2 separate regions of the Ovis aries genome follow, and region 2 is linked to region 1. A link is a contact called in public Hi-C data. All regions are on one chromosome and are shown on one strand. Each heading gives the region's core, a stretch centred on a gene start, on an enhancer-like site or on the middle of the called end of the contact. The rest is flanking DNA. Distances are from core to core; before and after follow the strand shown. Region 1 overlaps LOC121816923 (a long non-coding RNA gene). Region 2 holds the start of SPRY1 (sprouty RTK signaling antagonist 1).

Region 1 (5,805 bases), core at 2,064-4,563:
CATCTTACAAGACTACCCTGTTTTATTTTTACACTGAACTGTTCATCAGACTGAATGCTTTGTTTTGTTTTCTGTTATTACTTGCAGCTGTCCAGGAAAAGGAAGGAAGGAAGCCTCCTCCTTTAAAAGCTGAAACTTTAACTTGCACCTAATTTTGAACAGAAAGTGAGAAGACATCGGTTATCTTCTCAAACTCCAGGTCAGTGCACCCCATCTGAATAATCCCTTGCCACCATCATCCACAGATCATGGACCTAGAGTTAGAAGAAAAGAAATCTCCCTAATAGCAGACCCACCTGGATACAAAAGAAGGAATATTATCAATATAAGTGGCATTCATCCATTTATCTCCAAGGAAATAATCCCACAGAAATTGGGAGGAAAAAAGTTAACCTACATTATTTTGTTTCACAACATGGTTCCACATAAAGTCTTTGTTTTTATTTTTTTATAAATAGAATGCTCTTCACTACATATCAGTGACAGCATTCAGCATTCATTTGTATGGTTTAAAATATTGGTGTGTAGGGTAAAATTGATATTTTTAATCATTCCTAGCTATTAGTTTGTTTCCCCAAGGTTTCTCCTAGTTCTAAAATTCTAAACTTCGTGAAGACCTGAGAAATGATTCTTGCTATGATTTCTCTGTATTGCAGAGCATAGTACATCTTCAAAGAGGCCCTTCTGCCTATCCTGAGTGAAACTCATTGGGATGAAGCTGCTGTGTCTTCCAAGAGGGTTACCGCCTGGTATTGATCAGCATAGGAACACCGATGCAAAGGACAGCTGTCTGGACCAGGTTAAACATGCTGTATCTAGTGGTATATTCACTTCTTCGAATACCCTGTAAAATAGGTTTTCATTTCCACAGATTACAAAAGAGACTTCAAGAGATTCATTAAGTTACTGCAAGTCCCAATTTAGTAAAATCTGGAACTAGTACAATCTATACCTCCCTGGCTCCAAACCTGTGTTCTTTTCTTTCTGCCAAACTTCCTAGAATAAAAAAGTAAAATGTGTAAATAGGAGGCCACCTGACAGTTTCAGAACCTAAGAAGCTGAGAAATGCCAAGCCTACCCATAGTAAATCCTGGATAAAGCCTGGGGTTTGGATCCTAGCAGACCCAAACATTCGAGAGCAATGCTTTTATTGATCTTCACACTGTTTGACTTCAATTCAAATTAAAATTTGCCATCATTTAGGTACATCCATGTCTCTACAAATAACTGAATTTTGTTCCTTTTTAAGGCTGAATAACATTCCATTGCATATACGTACCACATCTTTATCCATTCCTCTGCAAGTTGACATTAGGTTACTTCCATGTCTCAGCTCTTGAAAATTGTGCTGCAATAAACACTGAGGTACATGAGTCTTTCTAAATTATGCTTTCTCTACTCAGCGCTCTGTGGTGACCTAATTGGAAAGGAAATCCCCCAAAGAGGGGATATATGTATATGCACAGCTGATTCATCTTGCTGTACAGTAGGCACTCACATGAGATTGTAAAGCAACTGTATTCATGGACTGTAGCCCACCAGGCTCCTCCATCCATGGGACTTTCCAGGCAAGAGTACTGGAGTGGGGTGCCATTGCCTTCTCCAAAAATAAAACCCAAATGATAATATTACAAATAAAAATTAGAAAAAAAAAAAAACCCAACCTTTAAAGCTTGTAGAATTCACACAAAAATCAGGATCTGGGAACTTCCAGTGACAAATTAGAATATCTGACAACTCTACACATTCCCACGTGGTAACTTTGGGGGCAGCTGAGCAGCGGATGCTCTTTTGAACAGACCACTCCCTCCCCGAGACCATAGCACACTCTTGGCTGACTTAGCTTGTGTGCTGGATCCCTAGGGCTTTTGAACTGGTGATACCCCAGCCCTCCTTTTTTCCAGGGCATTCAACCCAGAGAAATCAGAGTGGTAAGAATGTTTTCAAACTTCATAAACACACAGTGTGTCAAAAAACGATAAGAAAGGAGGTAACTTGCACCTTTTCCTCAATGGCTTCCTCTTGGGGATGACCCAGGGATTGTAAGGATTTGAAGAACCGCCTAGGGCCTTCAATTAAAATAGTTTTGTCTTTGGTTACTACCGGAAAAAACCTGTAAGCAGACAGCTGCTTCATGCCAGCTGAAATTCTAGTCTTGGGTGGGATGGCAGAGGTTTATGACTTCAGATGAGAAACAGGCAGCAACAGATTATATTCTTATGCCAAGTTTCTCTCTTTATTGCCATGGAAGCAAAAAGAGAAATGCAGAAAGGGGAAAGCTTTGTGAGACCTGTGTTTCACTCAGACTTTCTGCTAGGCATCGGGAGCTGCTCAAGATTTTGCAAACACTTTTACAGGAAAATCATAGATATAGAAAACCTCTGAAATTCAAACAGAGCTGGAAAAGAATAAAGATCATGCATTTTGTCTTTAAACTCAGAAGCAGAACCCCCGGGATTTGGTGTTCTAAAACAAGACTGGAAACATTATTAACGTTAATAAATAAACATCTGGATTGACTTGCAGCCTAAATTTAAGTGTCCTAAATATTTTGGCTCTATTATAACGATGCTGCATTTTCCTAAATTTTCCAATGTTTCTTTGGTCCATAGCTTACACTTCATTTTCTTGGGACTCTTTTAACTTAGGTCTTGTTTTCCATGAAAATAGACCCTGTTATATAAATATTTAAACACCAAATGTCCATAAAAGATAGGAAATTGGTTTTGATCGCGTCCCTATATTTGCACAGTGTGGGTCCTTGGTATACTCATGTCCTTTTCATTGGAACCATGTCATCAGGCCATCTGCTTCTCTTTCATTCTCCTAATACTTTGTGCTCCATCTAATTCTAAGAGAGCCAAAATTTACCAACAAAATTTTTGTTGAGCTAAAATTAAAACTCAAGGTCATGATGAAGCTGTGAATTCCATTCTTTAATGTAACATTTAGCCAGTGTTAGCCCAGTTTTGTACAGTACTAGGGAGAAAACACATACACTATGGAGGCATAAACCAGATTAGGCGGTACTCGTAGCCAAGTTTCACTTGGAGCCTCTAGTGTGCTCCAAAAAGCATGAGTGCATGTGAAAGAAAAGGTCAGCAACACACAACTCCAGCAAGAAAAGTCCAATAAAACCAATGCAAAATTAAATGAGCCAGCTACAGAGAACTCTCCTCATAACACAGTGCTTACACCTAATCCGTTCCTCACCACCTTCGACTGAGAGTGTTGGTCTCAGGTCCCTAGGCTGTTGCTGTTACTGCCTTGAGCTTTTGACTAGCCGTAAGCCAAGGGGTTGCTATGCAGAGTCCCAGTGCATGGAACCAGAGTTAATCATTCACAGGCCCTTTTGCCTGAAATAAGATGCTTTTCATTTCCCCTGGCTTATGCGAATAATGAAAAAAGAAAACAAACAAAGGAGATAACTGCACTATGTTAAAAGATAATCCCTTAGCATAACTATTGTCTAGAAGCCTGAACACCACAGGCAGGCAAAAATCCAGTCTGCATTCAGGGACGATGCTGACATTTATTTATAAGAGATTATGCCATGACAGAGCTTCAAGGCATTTAGAATGCTCCTATTCCCCAAGGCCTCCACTATATTTATATGCAGGATCCCATATTATTTTTCCTGCTGTTATGGCAACAGAGATTTCAATGTTTACAGAGCTATCAAGTTCTGACAGGCCGAGCTGGGGACTTTGCATCACTGAAAATGGAGCAAGGGACCCGGGAAGCAGGCACAAATGCCACCGTCTGAACAACTAATACCTGAGCAGAAGGGAGGGAGCAAGCAGGCAAGCAGCAACGATCAGCTCTCAAGGCTGCTTGCCCCCAGGGGAATTTGCCCTCCGGATCCTGTGATTTTGGAGATCTATTACAAAGTACGCTGAACCTAGTAAGTCGAGTTAAATCTAAAAGAAAAGCAAACCCCAAATTCCTACTACAATTTTATACTCTGAATGAGTATTTTTTTAACTTATTTTTTTCACTGAAGTATAATCGCTTCACAATGTTGTGTTGGTTTCTAACGTACATCAATGTGAATCAGCTATCAGTTCAGTTCAGTCGCTCAGTTGTGTCTGACTCTTTGCAACCCCATGACTTGCAGCACGCCAAGCCTCCCTGTCCATCACCGACTCCCAGAGTTTACTCAAACTCATGTCCATCGAGTTGGTGATGCCATCCAGCCATCTCATCCTCTGTTGTCCCCTTCTCCTCCTGCCCCCAGTCCTTCCCAGCATCAGGGTCTTTTCCAATGAGTCAGCTCTTCGCATGAGGTGGCCAAAGTATTGGAGTTTCAGCTTTAACATCAGTCCTCCCAATGAACACCCAGGACTGATCTCCTTTACAATGGACTGGTTGGATCTCCTTGCAGTCCAAGGGACTCTCAAGAGTCTTCTCCAACACCACAGTTCAAAAGCATCAATTCTTCTGCACTCAGCTTTCTTCACAGTCCAACTCTCACATTCATACATGACCACAGGAAAAACCATAGACTTGACTAGACGGACCTTTGTTGGCAAAGTAATGTCTCTGCTTTTGAATATGCTGTCTAGGTTGGTCATAACTTTCCTTCCAAGGATCAGCTATAAGTATACATATATCCCCTCGCTCTTGAGCCTCCCTCCTATCCCACCCCTCATCCCACCCCTCTAGGTCATCGCAGAGCACTGGGCTGAGCTCCCTGCGTTATACAGCAGCTTCCCATTAGCTATCGATTTTATACATGATAGTTTATATATGGGCTTCCCTGGTAGCTCAGCTGGTAAAGAATCCACCTGCATTGCAGTAAACCCCAGTTCAATTCCTGGGTCAGGAAGATCCCCTGGAGAAGGGAAAAGTTACCCACTCCAATATTCATGGGCTTCCCCGGGGGCTCAGATGGTAAAGAATCCACCTGCAATGTGGGAGACCTAAGTTTGATCCCTGGATTGGGAAGATCCTCTGGAGGAGGGCATGGCAACCAACTCCAGTATTCTTGCCTAGAGAACTCCCATGGACAGAAGAGCCTGGTGGGCTACAGTCCATGGGGTCGCAGAGAGGTGGACACGACTGTGTGACTACGCACAGCACAGCGGCAGTGTATATATGTCAATTCTACTCTCTCAATTCATTCCACCCTCACCTTCCCCCGCTGCATCCACAAGTCATTCTCTCCATCCCTGTCCCACAAATAGGTTCATCTGTATCATTTTTCTCAATCCCATATATACGTGCTAATATACAACAGTTGTTTGTCTCTTTCTGACTCACTTCACTTTGTATGAATTTCCGAGTGTTAGACAAGAGCCCAGTTTCGGGCCCTGGAAGGGGTCTGCCTTTCTGCAACAAATGGCGACTCTGGCGGGGACTCTTCTTCGCTGAGACTGACATCCTGACCACTTGGGGTACTCAGGGGCCAGCTTGCCTGCCAATGGACCAGACCCAGCGGCTGCAACTGGGACCCTTTGTCCCTGTTCTCCTCCTGACGCGGACAACTGGCCAGAGTGCCCCGACCAGTAAGGAACAAGAGACTTTATTGACCTCTCTTCCCTTCCCTCTCTCTTTCTTCTCCTTAACCCTTCCTATCCTTCCCTGTTTTTCTAGTCTCCCGGTCCTGAAAGCAGGAATCTGGTCAAAGGGCCCTCAGCCCGAGCTGAGGATTGAAGACTGATCACCTCCTCTTGGCAGAGAACTCAAATTCTGGTTCTGGTCTGGTCTGATTTCTGGTAGGGCCGAGTTCCAGTCCTCGCTTCTCTGGAGGCCCAGGGAAAAGTCCCATAACCCCTGGCTATCTGAGGGTGGCAGGAGACGTCT
Region 2 (5,805 bases), core at 2,115-4,614, 220 kb after region 1:
TTCAGGAATAAGGCAGAAAGAAGTCCATTTCATCTATTAACTTCACTGAATGGCCCCGGACTGTCTTACACGTTAACTTCTTGGCGTTTCCCCCGGCTCATTCTTCCAACTCGGAGCCTCAAGTTTCTACCTTCTCTGTACCCGAGGAGAAACAAGTTCACAACCTGCTGGGTTTAGTCCTGGAGTCCTTAAGGACTGTTAAAAAGATTCCATCGTTACTCTGGAGTACCATTCCTCCTCGCAAAGCACTTTTCTAACCCAGTGCTTCTAAAGCAAAGAGTATTTAAAAGTACTAATTCAGACTCCACATGAAAGGAAAAAACGTGGATCTGAAGGGAGTAGGAAAAGCACAAGGCACGACTTTAGTCTTAAATGCTAGCTGTAACAAAGTTCCTGCTGGCCGGTAAGGGAGGCCACCAGATAAAAAGTAAAAGCAGAATGTCAGCCACCTCGGATCTGAAGCAAAGCCCCTTTTCCAGCAGTGACAGCCCTGGATCTAGCCCCAAACACGCTCACACGCTCTCAGCAGACTCTTCTCCCCCAAGAAAGCCCCGAATCGAAGTCGAATACCTTTTCGGACAATCCCATCACATTCTAAGGATCACCGTGGATTTCCAAAGCCTTTTGGCGTATGCCACCAAGGATGCTTACAAGTCAGGAAAAGCCTTCGGAGTGAATGCAGGCGCCAAAAAGCAAGCCCAAGGCAGGGAGGGTTATAAATAAATATCTGTCTACACTTTAAAGGAGAAGCCGGATTCCTAAAGAGTCGGGGCGCAGCGAGCCGGGGGCCCGGGCGGCGGAGCGGTGTCGCCACATCGCCGGTTCCCGCGGTGGAGCTGCGCCCTCTGCAATCCGCGCTGAGACGAGCGGGGAATAAATAGTTGACGGAGAGGAAGGAAAAGGAAAAAGTTATGAATGAAAACAAGTATTCTCTCTCGCTCCCTCTCTCTCCTCTCTCTCTCTCTCGGGCAGGAGGAGGGGAGGAGGCTGAGGTTACCATTACCTCAGGAGGGCGGACTTCCCCACTTTTAAAGTGGCAGTGCCCTCTCCCGCCCCTCGCCGCGCCGCCGCGCTCACAACAAGAATAAAGTGGCAGCTCGCGCGGGCGCACACCGACTCGGCCCAGGGGCTCCCCAGCGAACCGGGGGTCCGCTCTGGCACTCGCGCGCGAACACGCCTTTCGGGAGGCCCCGGTCCGAGGGATCCTCGGATCCCGAAAGCCCGCCGCGGGCACCCGCCGAGCAGCTCCGCGGTCCTCCTCGGACCCTCCCCCCCGCTCCAAGCCTGCCCGAATGCACCTTTCGCGTGGAGGGGTTTCCCCGAGAGGACACGCCGGGTCCCCGCGCCGCCGCTGCAGGCGACTGAGGACTGGGGACCCCGCTTCGCCGTCCCGCGCGGAGGCGAAAGGTCGCTCTCCGGCTTACCCAGCTTTGAGCGCCCCGCGGGCCGTCCGGGCCGCGAGAGGGGGTGGCCCCACTCTCCCTTCCCCTCGCGCGGTCCGGGCCCCCACGCCGCTCCCCAGGGCCCGCACCTGCCGCCCGGCCCGCCCCGCCCCGCCCGTGCACCTCCCGCCCCCGCAGCCCGAGGGCGGCCGCCCCAAACTCACCTAGGCCGAAGCGAGGGCGGGCGGCCAAGCAGTGCAACCCGGCCTGGGTCCCGGTGCGGGCGACTGCGTGCACTCGCCGCATCAACCGCGGCGGGGAGGACGGGGAGGCATGGCCCGAGCTGCGGCCGGGCGGCCCGCGGCCTCTGCCCCGGGGCAGGAGCGCTCCCCGCGGCCCCCTTCCGGCTGCGGGGGACAATCTTCTGGAGACTCGGCGCGGCCAGGCGCAGACCTCTCACAGCTCGCGTGCGCCGCGCAGCTCAGTAACATCCACCTCCGGGGCTCTTCTCGTGTAGCCCCCTTCCAAGAACCAGGAAAAAAAAAAAGAAATCCCTTCAGGAGGGCTCTCCCGGTCTATACGGAAGGCGAGCTGGGGAGCGGCGGGGAGAGGAGTGCGTGACTGGCCGGCCGACCCGCCGCTGTGCTCGGACCAGAGTTTTCCTCGGGGTCCAGTCGCTCCTCGCGGGAAAGGCGGGAGTGGCGGCCTCCTGACGCGTGGAAGTCCACGTCACGGACGTTTGAGGCTCCGCGGCGCCCGGGACGGGGCTCGAACCGGCGTCCACGGACGAGTCACGGAGCCGCGCAGGGAGTACACGCCTGAGAGGCCCGACCGCCGCTCCCCGTGGGTGGGGGTGGGTGGGATTTTGTTTTTTACCCGCTTTTAAGGGGCGGTGGTGAAGGGAGCGAGGTTTGGGGTTCTCCTCCGGGGAGAAGGCGGGGCGTCGTCCCTGGCTCCCGCGCAGGTCCAGGCACTTTCTCGATCCCGCACGGCGGGCAAGTGGGGGCACGGCGTTCCTGGGAACTCCGGTCCTGGCAGTCAGCCTCTCCCGGCAGCGATCACTCCCAGTCCTCCGACCCTCCTGTTCTGCGGCCGAAACGCCTGCTACAAACGATTAGAGATAAGAACACGTTAATTTCCCTTTCTTTCCAGGCACTTGGACTCGCCGCGCGCTCCGCCGCCCGGGCGAAGAGTGGAGCGGAGAGGGCCGCTCGCCAGCTCGCCCGCCGCCCGCACCCGCTGCCATGTGCTGGCTGTTGCTGCTCCCTGTGATTGACAGGCGGGCGCACAGTCGGCGTGTCAGCAGCGAACCAAAGTAACATGCAGTCTTGCACGTTTTTGCCGAAGTGCTTTTGCCCCTTGGAATGCCTAAGAGTTCAAACAACGTTCAAGCGACGCTTCTGCGCATTGGAAATCAATACACAGAGACGGGAAATTCAGGTTTTAAACAATTGCTTCTGGGGATTCGGTCGCCAACAATGCCTAAACAAACATGCATTTGGTCCACACACCGAATGCCAGTCCCTCTTTGGCAAAAAAAAAAAAAAAAAAAAAAGAAAAAGAAAAACCACCCAGTTTTTCTTTCACACATCCGACTGTTTCAGACTTGAAACTTGTTACTGCTCGGCTGGGGGGGTTGTGGGGGTGGGGAGGAAAAGGACCTTGCTTTTTCTTTTAGTGGTAGCATTTACTTTAAGAGCATTCGTTTTAGCAGTGGGAATGCTACTGGTAATTTGAAATGCAACCAGTAATCTTAGATCTAAAGCGAGTTCAAAGAAATAATCAGTTCCTTGCAAAAGCCAACATTTCTCACCTGATCTTTCCTTAAAATGTCTACGGAAGGAAAGGAAGGAAACAGTTCTTACCTAAAGCAAAGATTGGAAATTGCTTTTCAGGCACATTTACAGCAACTGTAGCTGTTCCTTTTCCAGGGCTGGGAGTTGTGTCTGCGGCTATCACTCTGCAAACCACTGCGTGCCTTACAGAGCAGTCCCACTCCGGCTCCGCAGAATTTCAGCTCTTTGCCTCCACCTCCACCTCCACTCCAGGACACGCCTCCAGTGATATCATGTGTCAATCATACGGGCTGCCTGAAAACCTGGAGCAGGATTTCCCCAACAGTCGTTTCCTCTTTCCTTTATGAGTACCCACTTGGATATATCGCCCTGTACACTCCCCTAACAAACATCCTCTGAAAATGTGGATTGCCTCAAAAAATCCTTCAAATGCCTTTCGTCATAAAAGAATACCTTTAAATTTAGTTAGCAGTCTTCAGTTATCAAATCTCAGCAAAAAGATTGGTGAACTCTACCCTTAAAAGTGGAATTAGAAAACAACTTTGAAGAAGAAAAGATTAAAAAGTTGTATATCAAGCCCTCACTACTGATCAGTTAGATAATGTATATTGATATAAAAAAGATGATGATGTGCCATTACAGACCCAATTTAAAGCAAAGTTCAGAATATGTGAAATCTAAAACGTGGCACGCTTTACTGCAAATGTATGTAATATGTGATAAAGGTATGATTTCCTGCTGTAGATTTTATAATAATTGCTCTCTTGATTTGTGATGTAATTTCCCCAAAATAAAAATTGTAAAAATCCCAGACTCCTTCAATTTTGTGAGATATTTATCTAATTTTGAAAAAATAAATTTATTTTTAAAAATCAGCTGAATAGAAATCAATTAAAACAGAAATAATTTCCTAAGAGGTTTTATAATTCTTAAGCATATATGATGTGTCACTGAAAAAAAAAAAGCATTTTAATCAGTAGGAAAAATGCTTTTTGTTTCCTTACAGACTATTGGATTTTAGACATTTATTATCAAAATCATGTACTTCATGCTGCTGTGAGGGTAATAATATGTGAAATTTGAGCTTCCACAGAGATTCTTAAAAGATACCTAAAACCCAGAAAAATATAGTAAATGGAAAGGGAAATATTTTTTCCAGGTCCTACATATAAGAAGTAGCTTAAAGTCTTTGACGAAATAAAGCAAACAAAACTTCAGTAAAAAATCATATAAATTTGAGTATGGACATTTCAGTGATTTTTTAATATTCTTCTTTACAATAGTAGTTGTTTTGAAACTTTTTTTCTCTATTCGAGATTTTCTAATATTTGAGTTCTTTAAAATAATTAAAGTTCTATTTGGAATGACCTTTCAGGACCCTAGGGCACTGCTAAAACCATCAACAAGAAAGCATCACTAGAAAATAACACAGAACAAGAAACCAAGAAGCTACCTATTCACTCTTAATAATATAACTTGTAATAAAATAGGCTGTTTCAAAGGCTAAAGTCAAATTATTGTACATATTTTATATTTTCATATATCTCATAATATTTGGAGAAATAATAAGCTAACCAGTGGATAAGTTTCTTGGACAATTTGAATGGGTTTGAAAGAGTCAAATCAGAAATACAATATTCCATGATGGTATCTTATTTGGTTTTTCAAAATTGTCTTCTCTGCTATCACCACAATTTGGGGACAAGAGGTCAGTTCACCAGTATGATAAAACCAGGAGAGGGAGCACTGAACATTTTATTTCCATAAATCCTACAACAATATATTTGAAAATTTTTGTTATAAATAACCTTCAAACTATTTCAACCAAGGTATATTATTAAATTACAATCTTTGTGAAATTAAGTATTTTTAAATTACAATAATAAATAAAATCCATAAAATGTTATCTATAACATCATCATCATGGATCATGTTCTATTGAGAAATCAAATAGTATGAACAATGACCCTCTATATCATTTAGCACTGAAATGCATCAATATGTTTTCCTCTAAATATTATAGTATAAATAAATATATGTATAACCTTGCCACCCTGGAGCTAGAATAGGGGTCCCCAACCTCCAGGATCTAATGCCTGATGATCTGAGGTAGAGCTGATGTAATAATAACAGATATAAAGTGCACAGAAAATGTAATGCTCTTGAATCATGCTGAAACCATTCCTTCCCCTCTTTGGTCCATAAAAAAACTTCCTTCCATGAAATCAGTCCCTGATGCTGAAAAGGTGGGGGCTGCTGATCTAGAAGACATTTAATAAAACCTGCCCCCTTTTCTGATTGCCTACAACTCTTAAGTCTGTTGAAATTCTAAAATTTTTGCTTAAAATAGACATTGTTATTTATTTAGAAAGTTTAATACAGTGTACTATGGCTAGAAATAGACAGCTAGTATACGAAGTTTTCCTGAAAAGGAAGAACAATGTAAATATCCATGAGAAATTGTACCATAATTTTCAGTTTACTATATTAAGATCTAAAAGAATAAGGCAGAATGGAAAGTGAATTCATTTATTCTTCATTTTCATGTGAAAACAAGATTCGATATTTCTTCCACTGATTTGACTTTTGAAAAAACAACAAAGTAAAATGAAAAAAAAAATGTCTGG

The links. A called contact is a pair of places that touch in the nucleus more often than the background predicts.
Region 2: a Hi-C map of liver shows a contact between it and region 1, with 2.3 times the contacts expected there. The contact joins the promoter of SPRY1 here to the enhancer-like site in region 1. A contact is called at or near these places in 5 of 16 Hi-C or Micro-C datasets (hypothalamus, liver, mesenteric adipose tissue and 2 more).

Annotation. Positions count from the first base shown.
Region 1 is chr17:34,334,473-34,340,277 of ARS-UI_Ramb_v3.0, forward strand. The region is part of intron 2 of LOC121816923 (a long non-coding RNA gene); the gene reads right to left. Among named protein-coding and RNA genes, the nearest start is that of SPRY1, 220 kb to the right of the region's middle. Within about 2 kb of position 3,314, at least 10 of the 54 cell types and tissues checked have an H3K27ac peak or open chromatin away from gene starts, as enhancers often do. A contact at or near this core is called in liver, where this site is marked.
Region 2 is chr17:34,552,188-34,557,992 of ARS-UI_Ramb_v3.0, forward strand. SPRY1 (sprouty RTK signaling antagonist 1) reads right to left here and starts at 3,365. Exons shown (of 3, transcript XM_060401036.1): 1 at 3,248-3,365; 2 at 1,607-2,486. LOC105602800 (basic proline-rich protein-like) reads left to right here and starts at 439. Exons shown (of 4, transcript XM_060401373.1): 1 at 439-692; 2 at 745-866; 3 at 1,035-2,822; 4 at 3,314-3,989. The coding sequence starts at 439. The coding sequence ends at 1,870.